2 separate regions of the Mus musculus genome follow, and region 1 is linked to region 2. Evidence: chromatin contacts called from public HiChIP or PLAC-seq data. All regions are on one chromosome and are shown on one strand. Each heading gives the region's core, a stretch centred on a gene start, on an enhancer-like site or on the middle of the called end of the contact. The rest is flanking DNA. Distances are from core to core; before and after follow the strand shown.

Region 1 (5,347 bases), core at 2,628-5,127, 75 kb before region 2:
TATCCCCAGTTTATTTTTTGTTTTAGAAGTATGTTTAGAGTTAGTGTTTGCAATGTTATTGTTTTGTTTTTGCTATAGCTAATTCATAAGTTGCTTTAGAATTAATTTTTTCTTAATATTAAATCATTTCTATGGTGAGAGAATATATTTATGTAATTCTAGAGCTGGAGTATGAGGAGGAAAATTACCTTAATTTGTTTTTTTTAAGGTGGAGTTTATAAAAGGAAAGCTATACCTTTTTTGGAAACAGCTTTTCATGGAGTACATACTCTAAAATAAGAGAAATTAATCTTTGTTACTATCTTAAGGTGTGAGAAACCTAACTTCACCTGTTTTAAATAATCAAATGTTTTGTTGTTTTGTTTATAGCTGGAATTGCAGAAGTCATGCAGATGTCAGAATTGTTATGATGTAACTGTCATCAGAACGAAGACTCTTGGCAGCTATCCATTCTGTCTGCTTTGATGCTGATAGCCTCCTAAAGAAATAAAATATTTTAATAGTTTAAACTATTTAGTGGCAGTGGGGGCGGTGCTTATTTTTTTTTTCCCATCTCATATTAAGATGAATGGTTTCTTCTTGGTTCTTTCAGAGTCTTCCTAGGTAGCTTCCACTCTTACCTCATGCTCAGTCCTAACTAGTCCCAAGTAAAAATATTTGCCCAGGATAGAATGGATATTGAGCACATCAATTATGACTGTTCTAATAGGTTATAAATGTGGATTTTGTTTGTTTGTTTGAAGCAAGATCTCACTGTGTGGTACTTGATGGTTTGGAACTCACTATGTAGACCAGGGTAGCCTGGTAATTTGTCGGTAATCCTCCTGCTTTTGCAACCCAAATGCTGTGATCATAGATATGTGCTACCTTGTTTGTGTTTGCTTGTGTGTTTTTTGAGGCAGGATTCTCTGTAAAGTCCTAGCTATCCTGGAAGCTCTGTAGACCAGGCTGGCTTCAAACTCAGAAATCTGGCCCCTCTGCCTGCCAAGTGCTGGGTGTGATCAACATCCTGAACCATCAAGCTCAGCTTTGTGTGCATGTTTTAATCAGCCTTATCATGCATTGTTTCTCTGGGGGAATTTTGTTTTTTTCTGTGTTTTAGCATTCCCCCAATTCTGGGCTCCATGTCTTGTCTTCCCTCTTTACTTTGTGTACCAGCAAGCATTTGGATTTTATATGACTGTAGCTGGTCTAGAAAGTCTATGTGTTGATGTATAGCTAAGGATGACCTTGAATGCCTGATCTCTCCGGATCCACCTTGGGATTGATAGAATTTGAGAAGTTGTCACCAAGCCTGTCTCTAGAGGAGGTTCTTAGGTTTTTTTTTTTTTGGTTTTCGAGACAGGGTTTCTTCATGTCTGACTTAGACCGAAGTCTTTTTTTTTTTTTTTTTTTTTAAGACCGGAAGTCTTTAAAGAAATACATTTCTTTTTCAAAACCTCCTCTGTGGGCGTGGTGGCACACACCTTTAATCGGAGGCAGAGGCAGGCGGATCTCACAGTTCAAGGCCAGCCTAGTCTACAGGGAGAGGACAGCTAGGGGTACATGAGAAACTCTGTCTTATGTATAGATTTTTGTCAGTAGTTGCTCACTTTGAATGCAGTTGTTCATAAACTTGGTACTTAGTTTTGTTGTTGTTTTGTGTTTTTGTATTTTTATTTTTTTATTATTGGACTGGTTATACTGAGATTCAGGAACTCTGGATTTTCATGCTTTCCCCACCCCCACTGAAATGCTGGAATTGAATGCATGTGTCAATATGCTTGAGTTAGGTAGTGAAGTTTCTGTTGTGGTTTTTTTGTTTGTTTGTTTGTTTTGTTTTTGTTTTTTGAGACAGGGTTTCTCTGTGTAGCTCTGGCTGTCCTGGAACTCACTCTGTAGACCAGGCTGGCCTCGAACTCAGAAATCTGCCTGAGTGTCTATACCCAGCTGTCACAGAACTCAGTATGTAGAACAGGCTGGCCTTGAACTCACAGAGTTCTCCTGCATCTCTTTTCCTAGTGCTGAAATTATAAATGGCATGCAGCACCATGACTGTGTAGATAGTCAAGATTTTAAGAGTTTGGATAGTTAATAACATTGTTATAAAGAGTTTCTTTCACTAATATTTAAGAAATTAAATTTAAGAATATTGTAGAAAGCTTTGCCTTATTTTCATTCAGCTAATTTAGATTTTGTTATCTTCAGATTAGGGCTCTAGGTCACCATCTGTTGGTCCTGTAATTATGTATAAACATCCTCTGTGGCATTACTGTTTATGTGAATATATATGCTCTCTCTCTCGCGCACACACACACACATACATACACACACATGCAAACACACAATCTTACCTGTATTATAAGTTAAAAAGCCCAAACTATTGATCTTTTTTGGATGCATATGTAAATATGTATACATCTATCAGTTTATCCCTGTGTATTGACTCTATGTTGTCTCCTGCCTTTGATATTTGAAAACCAAGATCATGTTTGAGAGTGTAATTTTAAAAATGCAGATGGAAATTCAAGAGAAATATAGATGCAGATACTGCAGAAACTTGTTGAGTTAGAGACTTTGTGGGCTAATGAAAACTGGTCTATAACAATAGTTTTTTTTTTTTGAGGAGCTGAAGTGACACATAACACCGGATACTGGTTTGGTAAACCACACAAAGTATTGAGCATTTTACATCTTCCTTTTGGTAGACTCTACTCTTCTCATCTGCTGAGCTTGGTGATTTAGTTGTTGGAACAAGTTTTATGCTATTTGATTTTGGTGAGTCCTAATAATCTTTGGACATGGTTAGCTTTAAAGGGTGGTGGATTTGTACTGTGTAATGTGTCACTTTGCGTTATATTAAGTTTTCTAAGTCCAGAAAATGTTCTCTGATATTAAACCTTATTTGGGAGGAAGGAACCGATATCGTGCTGACAAACTAGAGTCAAGAGTAATTAGGTGCCACTACTTTTAAGTCAACGCTGGTAAGAACATGACAGGTTTGCTTTTGTTGTTCATTGTTAAACTTTTAGCGGGTCTGTGAACTTTAATTTGGTAGTAGCAGGAAACAAAAAAATTACTGTGTAATGAATGCGTTTTTGCCTATTTTGGCGGATCTGACAAATCAAGAAGCCTAAAACAACACGCGGGCTTAACGAAAACTACAGTTCCCAGCGGGCCCGGCGCTGGTGGGCCATCATTTCCCCTCTAGCTCCCAGCTGCCCCTGCCCGGGCTAGCCCCGAGTCGGTCCTAGCTCGCGCCTGCGCAATGGCGTCCGCTTATTTTTTGGTTTGGCGGCTGCAGAGCGTGGCGCTAGGGCTAGCAGCCAGCCGTGTGCTGCAGTGTACAGAGCAGGGTGTAGGACAAAGGGCGGGTGGCAGGGACCGCGTCACTGGTCAGGGAGCTTCCTGCCCGTCTCAGAGCACGGTTGGCCCTGGGGTAGTGTGGCCGCAGCAGCTTCTTCATTCACTGCACACACAGTTCTTCGCTCACGTCCTCTAGCTCTGCTGTGTCAGTCCGCCCTCCCCTCAAACCGGCGCGCAGCACCGCCAGCCACAGAGCCGAGGGAATGTGACGGCATCAGCGCCTCAGGTTAGCCTCACCTCGATCGAAGCGAGGGCCCCGCGTCGCTTGCCGCAGTGCCGCGTGTCGCTGCCGCACGTATCAGGCACCAGGCACCGGTTTCCGCAAACAGAGGCGCAGAAGCAGCGGCCGCGGCTAGGAGCCATGACTGAGGCGGCGGCGGCCGCGCCTCCTGGCAGCCCGCGGGGGCGGCGAGGCGGGCGCCCCCTGGCGGCGCGCCGGGGCGGAGCGGCCCGCCGCAGCCGCAGCCGGCGGAGGCGCTGCTGTCCCTCCTCCCCGTGTCCCCGGCACTCGCCCGCTCGCTTGCTCGCTCCATTCTCCCTCCGCTTCAGATTAAAGGGGGGGAGGGAAAAGGAGCTCGGCCGCCATTTTCCCAGTGCCGCCGCCGCCACCGCCACCGCTCGCTGAGCCGGCGGGAGAACCAAGCGCCGTAGCGAAGCCGACTCGTCTCGCCGCGGCGGCTTGGGGGGCGGCCGAAGTGCGCTCCCCGGCCGGGAAGAAGCTCCCGGGGTGGCGGCCGGGGTGCGGGCGCGGGCTGCAGACGGCGGCGCTTGTTTGTGCGGGGCGGGGGGGGCAGCTTTACCCTCTGCCCCCGCCCGCCCGGGGCTGCGGTCCCCGCCGTGCCCAGGCCGGGTCGGAACGGAGGAAGGCCGGAGAAAGGGCCCGAAAGAGAAGAAAAAGCAGCCGCTCCCCGCCGCCGCCGCCTTCCCCTCCCCCTCCGCCTCGCCCCCCCGCCCGGAAAGTCAGGGCGGCTCCGGGCGCCGGGGGGGAGGAGAGCGGCGGGCCGGGCCGGAGCAGCAGCCGCGCGCCCCCGCCCGCTGGTCCTCGGCGCCCAGGCCGGGGGGCTGTTTGCAAACTGCGCCCATTTTGTGGGGCCGAATCCGCCCGGGCTACGCTCCTCCATCACGTGGTAGGTGCTGCTGCTGCTCCTTTCCTCCTCCTCCCGCTGCCCTTTCTCCTTCTCCTCGCTCTCCCTGTGGTTCCCATTTCTCCCTCTCTTTGTTAGTTGTAACTAGAAAGGCTGGGCAGGGGAAGAAAAATCCCCGGAACTTTAAATGGCCTCTCCGGGCTTCCCCGCTGCGGGTCCGGGCTGGGAGTCGCCCCAAGGGCGGGGGTGTGCGGGGGCCCTTCCCCACCAGCTGCCGCCTCGTTCGCTGGGCTTTCCTTTGGCGTTCTATTTAAAAAGGCGGCCTGGAGAACCTGGTTTATTTCCGAAAAAAAAAAAAAAAAAAAGCAAAAACAAAAAGACCAAAAACAAACTCTTGCTCTCGCCTTGAACTTCTCTTGACTGCAAAAGGTCTTTCTTTGCTCAAACACATCTTGCATGTCTGTCTCACGGTTTGTATCACAACTCTGATTGTTAACATTTTTTGTTGCTTAAATATTGAGGTCATTTGCGTTTTCGGATCTAGTCTCAGGCAGCCCTTTTTTTCAACTAAAGAGGAAGAGGCATTTATTTGCTTTTAAGTGAGTTGGAATCTTACTGCTTTTGGGGGGGCCTGTTTTCGGACTGACGGCCTTTGATTCTCAGCAAATAGTTTATAATTGTTTTCCGTATTGTAAACAATCTTACTCCCATGTTTTACCTAGAAATCCTTTTGTTTTCCAATGTTGGAATCCCAATGTGGATTTTTAGAGAAACTCGTTACTTAACTATTGCTTATTGATTGCCTTAGGGGAAAAGGGGTGACATGATGGCGCCACTTTAAATTGCTCTTTCCTCCGCCTGTTTTTTCCTCCTTTATCCTGGAGGTCACTGGAGCATTTTCCGTGACCTATTAATAA
Region 2 (5,434 bases), core at 710-3,209:
TGAGTTTGAAGACAGCCAGGGCTACACAGAGAAACCCTGTCTTGAAAAACAAAACAAATAAGTGAAAAAGAATCCAGGGCCTTGCCCAGATGAGTACAAGTGCTGTAGTGTTGCTGCTTTTCAGGCTTTTTTTAAGCCATAGAATAAGGGAAAGGCCTCTGGTTAGCAAAACTCTGAGCCCCAACCAATTTGAGATTAATTCTTAAACTTGGTAGTTTATACCACTCACACTGTTTTTCTACTCTTTGTCCTACAGGGGTTGATAGTCCTTGGGGAGGCACCTTTCCCAGATCATACAACAGACTTACTTTCACTTAGTTCTGAGGTGAAGACAGATCATGGGAGAGATAAATTGGTAAGTATAAAAGATAGAAAAGGGGGAAAGAAAAAAGATAGCTCTTAATAGGTCAAGAAACTGCAGCCACATAAAAAGTTACAGAGTAGTGGTTGAATCAGGGCACATAGGTGTAACACACTCATACAGTTTTAGTAGGATAACTTTTCTGGACCAATATAATGGGTGGGGGGACAGGCTCTTAAACAAGTTGAAGCAAAGGGACAGCCACATTTTACATAAGACAAAGAGAGAGAGAATAAAGTTGTGAGACAGAGGGCTTGTCTGTTATGTGCAAAGCTCTGGTTCAATTCTTAGCACTGCATAAGCCAGGTGTGGTGTAGTGCTCACCTGTAATCCTAGAGCTTAGGAGGAGTATCCGAATATTGGTCATGGTTTGCTACCTAGTAAGCTTGAATCAAGGTTAGAAAATATGGAGCCCTGTCTCAAATATATAAAAACAAAATCAAAACATTAAAAGTTGAATTAGGAGTACTTAGTCCTCAGTGGGACATCATCTGTGTTGCACCCCACCCCAAAGGCTCAGAAAAACAGACTCTTAGGGAAGAAAGGTATAAAGGTTATAAGAGCCAGAGATGGTGGGTAGCAACTAGGAAACCAGTCTTCCAATCACAGCAGGGCAGCTGCACTTGTAAACTTAAAATGGTTATGACAGCATACACAAGATGTGTACAAACTCTACCCAGACAAAAATACCATCATAGAAGGGGAAGTTGTACAGAGAAACCCTGTCTCGAAAAAAAAATCCAAACCAAAAAAAAAAAAAAGAAGAAGGGGAAGTTGTGCACAAAATCCTACCCCTAATACCCCAGGAGCTTCTGCCGACTAATAGCCGAGAGGGGTTTGTTTTTTCCAGTGGAAGGCCACATGTACAAGAATATATAGGCAGCACAATTAGACTTTGGGGGGGAAGGGTTTTGAGACATGATCTATCTTATATAGTCCTGGCTATCCTAGAACTCGCTATGTAATCCATGATGGCCTTTAACACAGAGAGATCCTCCCTACTTGTGCCTCCCAGGGTGCTTGGATTAAAGGCATGCATCAGAAGGCATGACCAGGCCTTTTTTTTTTTTTTTTTTTAAATAGGGACACAAAGTTAGATGAGGCGGGTAGGGAGGAGATGAAATGAGTGAGTGTGTGTGTAAGTATCAAAACATATTGTACAAAAAATTCTCAACAAATAAAAAAACCAAAGGGAAAATTTTTGGATCAGAGATTTTTACCATAGAAATACCATAAATGCTTTTATGAATGATTTTTATTTCATAATGAGAATAAAAGTATCTTAATAATCTTCGATTTATACTTCTAGCTCAGATCTTTTCTTTATCTTTTTTCCTTTCTTTGCACAATTTCATTCTGGAGTACTCATTTTTCTCAATTTTTCCTTTAAAAAATACTGGCTTTTTTTTTTTTTTTTTTTTTTTTTGGCTATGCTTCCAGCACTCAAGGGAGAAGCAGGCAGAACTCTGATGCTGAGCTAGAGCTATTCAAAGAAGCTCTTTCAAAAAACCAGAGAGAGAAAGACATAAAGCTGAGTGTGTCATAGCACATGCCTGTAATAACATCACATGCTAAGTTGCAGCAGCAGATCAGGAGTTCAGCATCAGTCTGACTAGATAGTCAATCTAGCCAGAGAGCTTGCTCTGGGGCTCCCTTGCCTCTGCTCCCCTAGCTCTGGGATTATAGGACTGCCACTCTAGCCCATGATTTATGTAAGCACTGGGGATCTAAACTAAAGTCTTCATTCTTGCCTGACAAGTGTTTTACACACTGAACCTACTATGTGCACAGCTCTTGATTTGGTTACTCATTCCAGGATTACCATTAATCTTATTTTATATAGGTTTAGATTCAGTTGATTGAATTACCTCGTTATGGCATTGGGAACTCCCTCAGATTGGCTCCTGTGGCATTTTTACTTGTTTACTTATTTATCTTAGTTTTTGTTTTGTTTTATTTTGAGGTAGTGGTAGTTGGTTTGCCTATTTCTTTGGTAGAGTTTTGTTTTGTTTTGATATGAAGTCTCTCTCTACACTGCACTGGCTATTTTAGAACTAACTGTGTAGATGGGCTGGCCTTTGGAAAACAGTGTCGAGAGACCAAGATCTGGGGCCACGTGCACTGGTTATAGTCATTGCTGACTGGATTATGGTTATAAGATTTTCCAATAGGCACTCAGGAGGCAAAGGCAGGCGGATTTCTGAGTTCGAGGACAGCCAGGGCTACACAGAGAAACCCTGTCTCGAAGCCCCACCCCCACCCACCCACCCCCGGAAAAAAAAAAAAAGGATTTCCCAATAGATGTAGCCAGGAAACCCAACTGCTGTTGTTCATACATCTTTACTACATCTATTTTTATTTTATTGTTTGCTCATTTGTATGTTTTAAAAATTATGAGTTGGAACAACCAAGCAATACTAGAAAAGGCTTTGGAAAAATGAAGAGTTTGAGACTAGGACCTAGAGAGAGATAGCTCAGTTGTTAAGAGCACGTGTTGGGCTTGCAGAAGACTTTCATTCAGTTCTCAGCACCCACATCATGAGTCACACATAAACACATGCAGGCAAAATACTCATACACATAAAATAGTCTAAAGATGAAAAACAGTAAGATTAACAGATGATCATAATAGTTTTCACTTTGTTGTTGATAGTTACCTGTCTGTTTTTGTTTGATACTTGGTATTGCTTTCCAAAGCTGACCTCCAGCTCAAAGGAGTCCTCCTAACTCTACCTTCTGAGTGCTGTAGCTAGAAAGATGTGTGCCACCACATTTAGCTGTAATTATGTATTCAATGGAATACCTATGAAAAGAGAGTTTTATGATTACCAGATCATATGAGAAACAAATTTACTAACCTAGAATACAATGTTCATGTACAGAATAGAATGTTAATGCTATTGTATAGTCTAAACTGCTTTCTGAAATTTTAGGGTCCCCCCCCCCTTGTGGGTTTGTTGGTTTGCCTATTTCTTTGGTGGGGTTTTGTTTTGTTTTGATACAAAGTCTCTTTACACTGCATTGGCTGTTTTAGAACTCACTGTGTAGATAGGCTGGCCTAGAACTCTCAAAGATCTGCCTGCCTCTGTCTCATAGTACTGGGATTAAAGGCATGTGCCACCATACATTGCCTTCCTTATGTCCTTTTTGGTAGTTGATGTTTTTTTGTGATAGAGTTGTGTTTGTTTTTAAATATTGTATTCCACTTACCAAATCACCCACAAAATGGTTGAGGGGTCTTTTGGGGAATCTAGGGGTTAGGAGACAATAATAAGCTCTAAAAGATAGACTCAATTTTTCTCTTTCTTTTTAGCTGCTTTCCCATCTATCTTTACTTTTGGGTTATCTTTTTCTTTTCTTTTCTTTTTTTGTACACAAATAGGTATTTGTACACTTTTGTTGTTGGTATGTGTATGTTTGTTGTTATTTTGAGATGAGATCTCATATAGCCTAGAAACTCAGTTGTAGATTCATAAGCATCCTCTACTACCACACATTTTGTCTCTAAAAACAAAATAAATTCCTCCTTGTATAAATATTGTTTAAATGACTATTTAGTCCTAAATTCAAATTGAGGATTTTGTTTAGTAAAAACATTTCTTTTTTGAGTATTGGTAAATAATGTCATTAAAGTATTATATATTAGCCGGGCGTGGTGGCACACGCCTTTAATCCCAGCACTCGGGAGGCAGGCAGATTTCTGAGTTGGAGGCCAGCCTGGTCTACAGAGTGAGTTCCAGTACAGCCAGGGCTATAAAGAGAAACCCTGTCTCGAAAAAAAAAAAAAAAAAAAAAAAAAACAAAAAACAACAACAAAAAAAAAGTATTCTATATTTATCATCTTTTCCCTTTCTATACTCATGCTACTTTAAAGAAGTGATATAAAGAACAACTGAACTACTAAGTATTAATTTTCTTTCTCAGGAGAGAAGTATGCTGAAAATGTAAGCTCTTCAGTAGTTCAGGATAGCTATCTTCTTACCTTTGGTTAGTCATGAGTAACCTCTTTTCCTTGCATCGCTAGAAATATATTGAGTGGTGTTTTGGCCTGACAAAGGTTTGGGGGTAAAGTTAAAGGGATAGAAACTGGCTGGGAAATATTGATCCATAGCAACATTATTCCTTTTGAAATTCTGAAAATAGTAAGTAATTGAAGGGATGTAAACCCCTGGTTCAGTTGCTGACACCATAAAAGCCAGACATGGTGCTCCAAACCTGCTATCACTCCACTGCGAGGTATCTGAAGCTCAAGGTCATTCTCAGTCAGATACAAAGCTTAGCCATGAATAAGTGTCTCCATAATCAACCCACAGAGAGTAAAGTGCAGTGAGCTGTGTGACCTCATTTTAAAATATGCTCAAACTGATACCAGATAAGTAACTCAGTGCATGTGGAATTTTTACAGTCTTTGACTTCCATTTAGAATAATATCCTGGCTAAAGTGCTAAGTTTGTAGGAATTACTGATGCACCTTATATGTAGCAAACCATATTTGCTGTTTTCACTTAAAGCTGTCTTAACTATCTGGTGACTGCTGGTAAAGGCACTTGGTGTAAAAGCCTGATGCCCTGCGGTCAGTTCCCCTGCACCTTCATAAAGTTGGAGAGCTAAGTATCATTGAGGTGATGGGGGCTTTGAGTAAGAAGTGACTCATTGGAGTATAAAACATAATCCCTGTTACCCAGTTTGCCTTGTAAACTATTAAATGTTTTAGCCAAACAAAAATGATGTGTATAAGAAAATGATAGTTCAAGAAGATATGGTATGGTGATAATTGAGTGGTTTTGTTTTCATACTGTTTTGACCACACCTTGAATTCCAAGCAATCCTCCCCCCCTTAACTTTCCAGATGCTAAGATTCTAAACATACTTCTCAGGACACTGGTTCTTAGATCCTTCCTTGTCCCTGCCCCCCATATACCCTATAAAACTTATACTTAATAGGATTTTTCTTCAAGACCTTTTGTCACATTTCTTTGGATTAGCTAAGAGGGCAAATTATTAATTCCAGTGCCTGCCTTTTCTATCACTATGTTAAATATTTTGTGCCTTATACTGGATTCTTTCAATAAA

What was found. HiChIP or PLAC-seq counts read pairs in DNA pulled down with a chosen protein or histone mark.
Region 1: a contact with region 2 is called in an H3K4me3 HiChIP or PLAC-seq map of bone marrow-derived macrophages, with 5 times the contacts expected there. The contact joins the promoter of Kansl1 here to the enhancer-like site in region 2. A contact is called at or near these places in 2 of 39 promoter capture datasets (hippocampal neurons and macrophages), 3 of 15 datasets of contacts at CTCF or cohesin (CD8 T cells, large pre-B cells and pro-B cells), 70 of 484 Hi-C or Micro-C datasets (3T3-L1-derived adipocytes, the AML12 cell line, B cells and 50 more), 39 of 115 datasets of contacts at active chromatin or transcription factors (the 230-238 cell line, CD8 T cells, the HPC-7 cell line and 29 more) and 4 of 9 other capture datasets (adipose tissue, liver, macrophages and 1 more).

Annotation. Positions count from the first base shown.
Region 1 is chr11:104,440,850-104,446,196 of GRCm38.p6, reverse strand. Kansl1 (KAT8 regulatory NSL complex subunit 1) reads left to right here and starts at 3,877. Exons shown (of 15, transcript NM_001372459.1): 1 at 3,877-4,472.
Region 2 is chr11:104,363,601-104,369,034 of GRCm38.p6, reverse strand. It overlaps Kansl1 (KAT8 regulatory NSL complex subunit 1), which reads left to right. Exons shown (of 15, transcript NM_001372459.1): 4 at 257-355. Among named protein-coding and RNA genes, the nearest start is that of Kansl1, 76 kb to the left of the region's middle. Within about 2 kb of position 1,959, at least 57 of the 459 cell types and tissues checked have an H3K27ac peak or open chromatin away from gene starts, as enhancers often do. A contact at or near this core is called in B cells, the HPC-7 cell line, Th17 cells and 8 more, where this site is marked.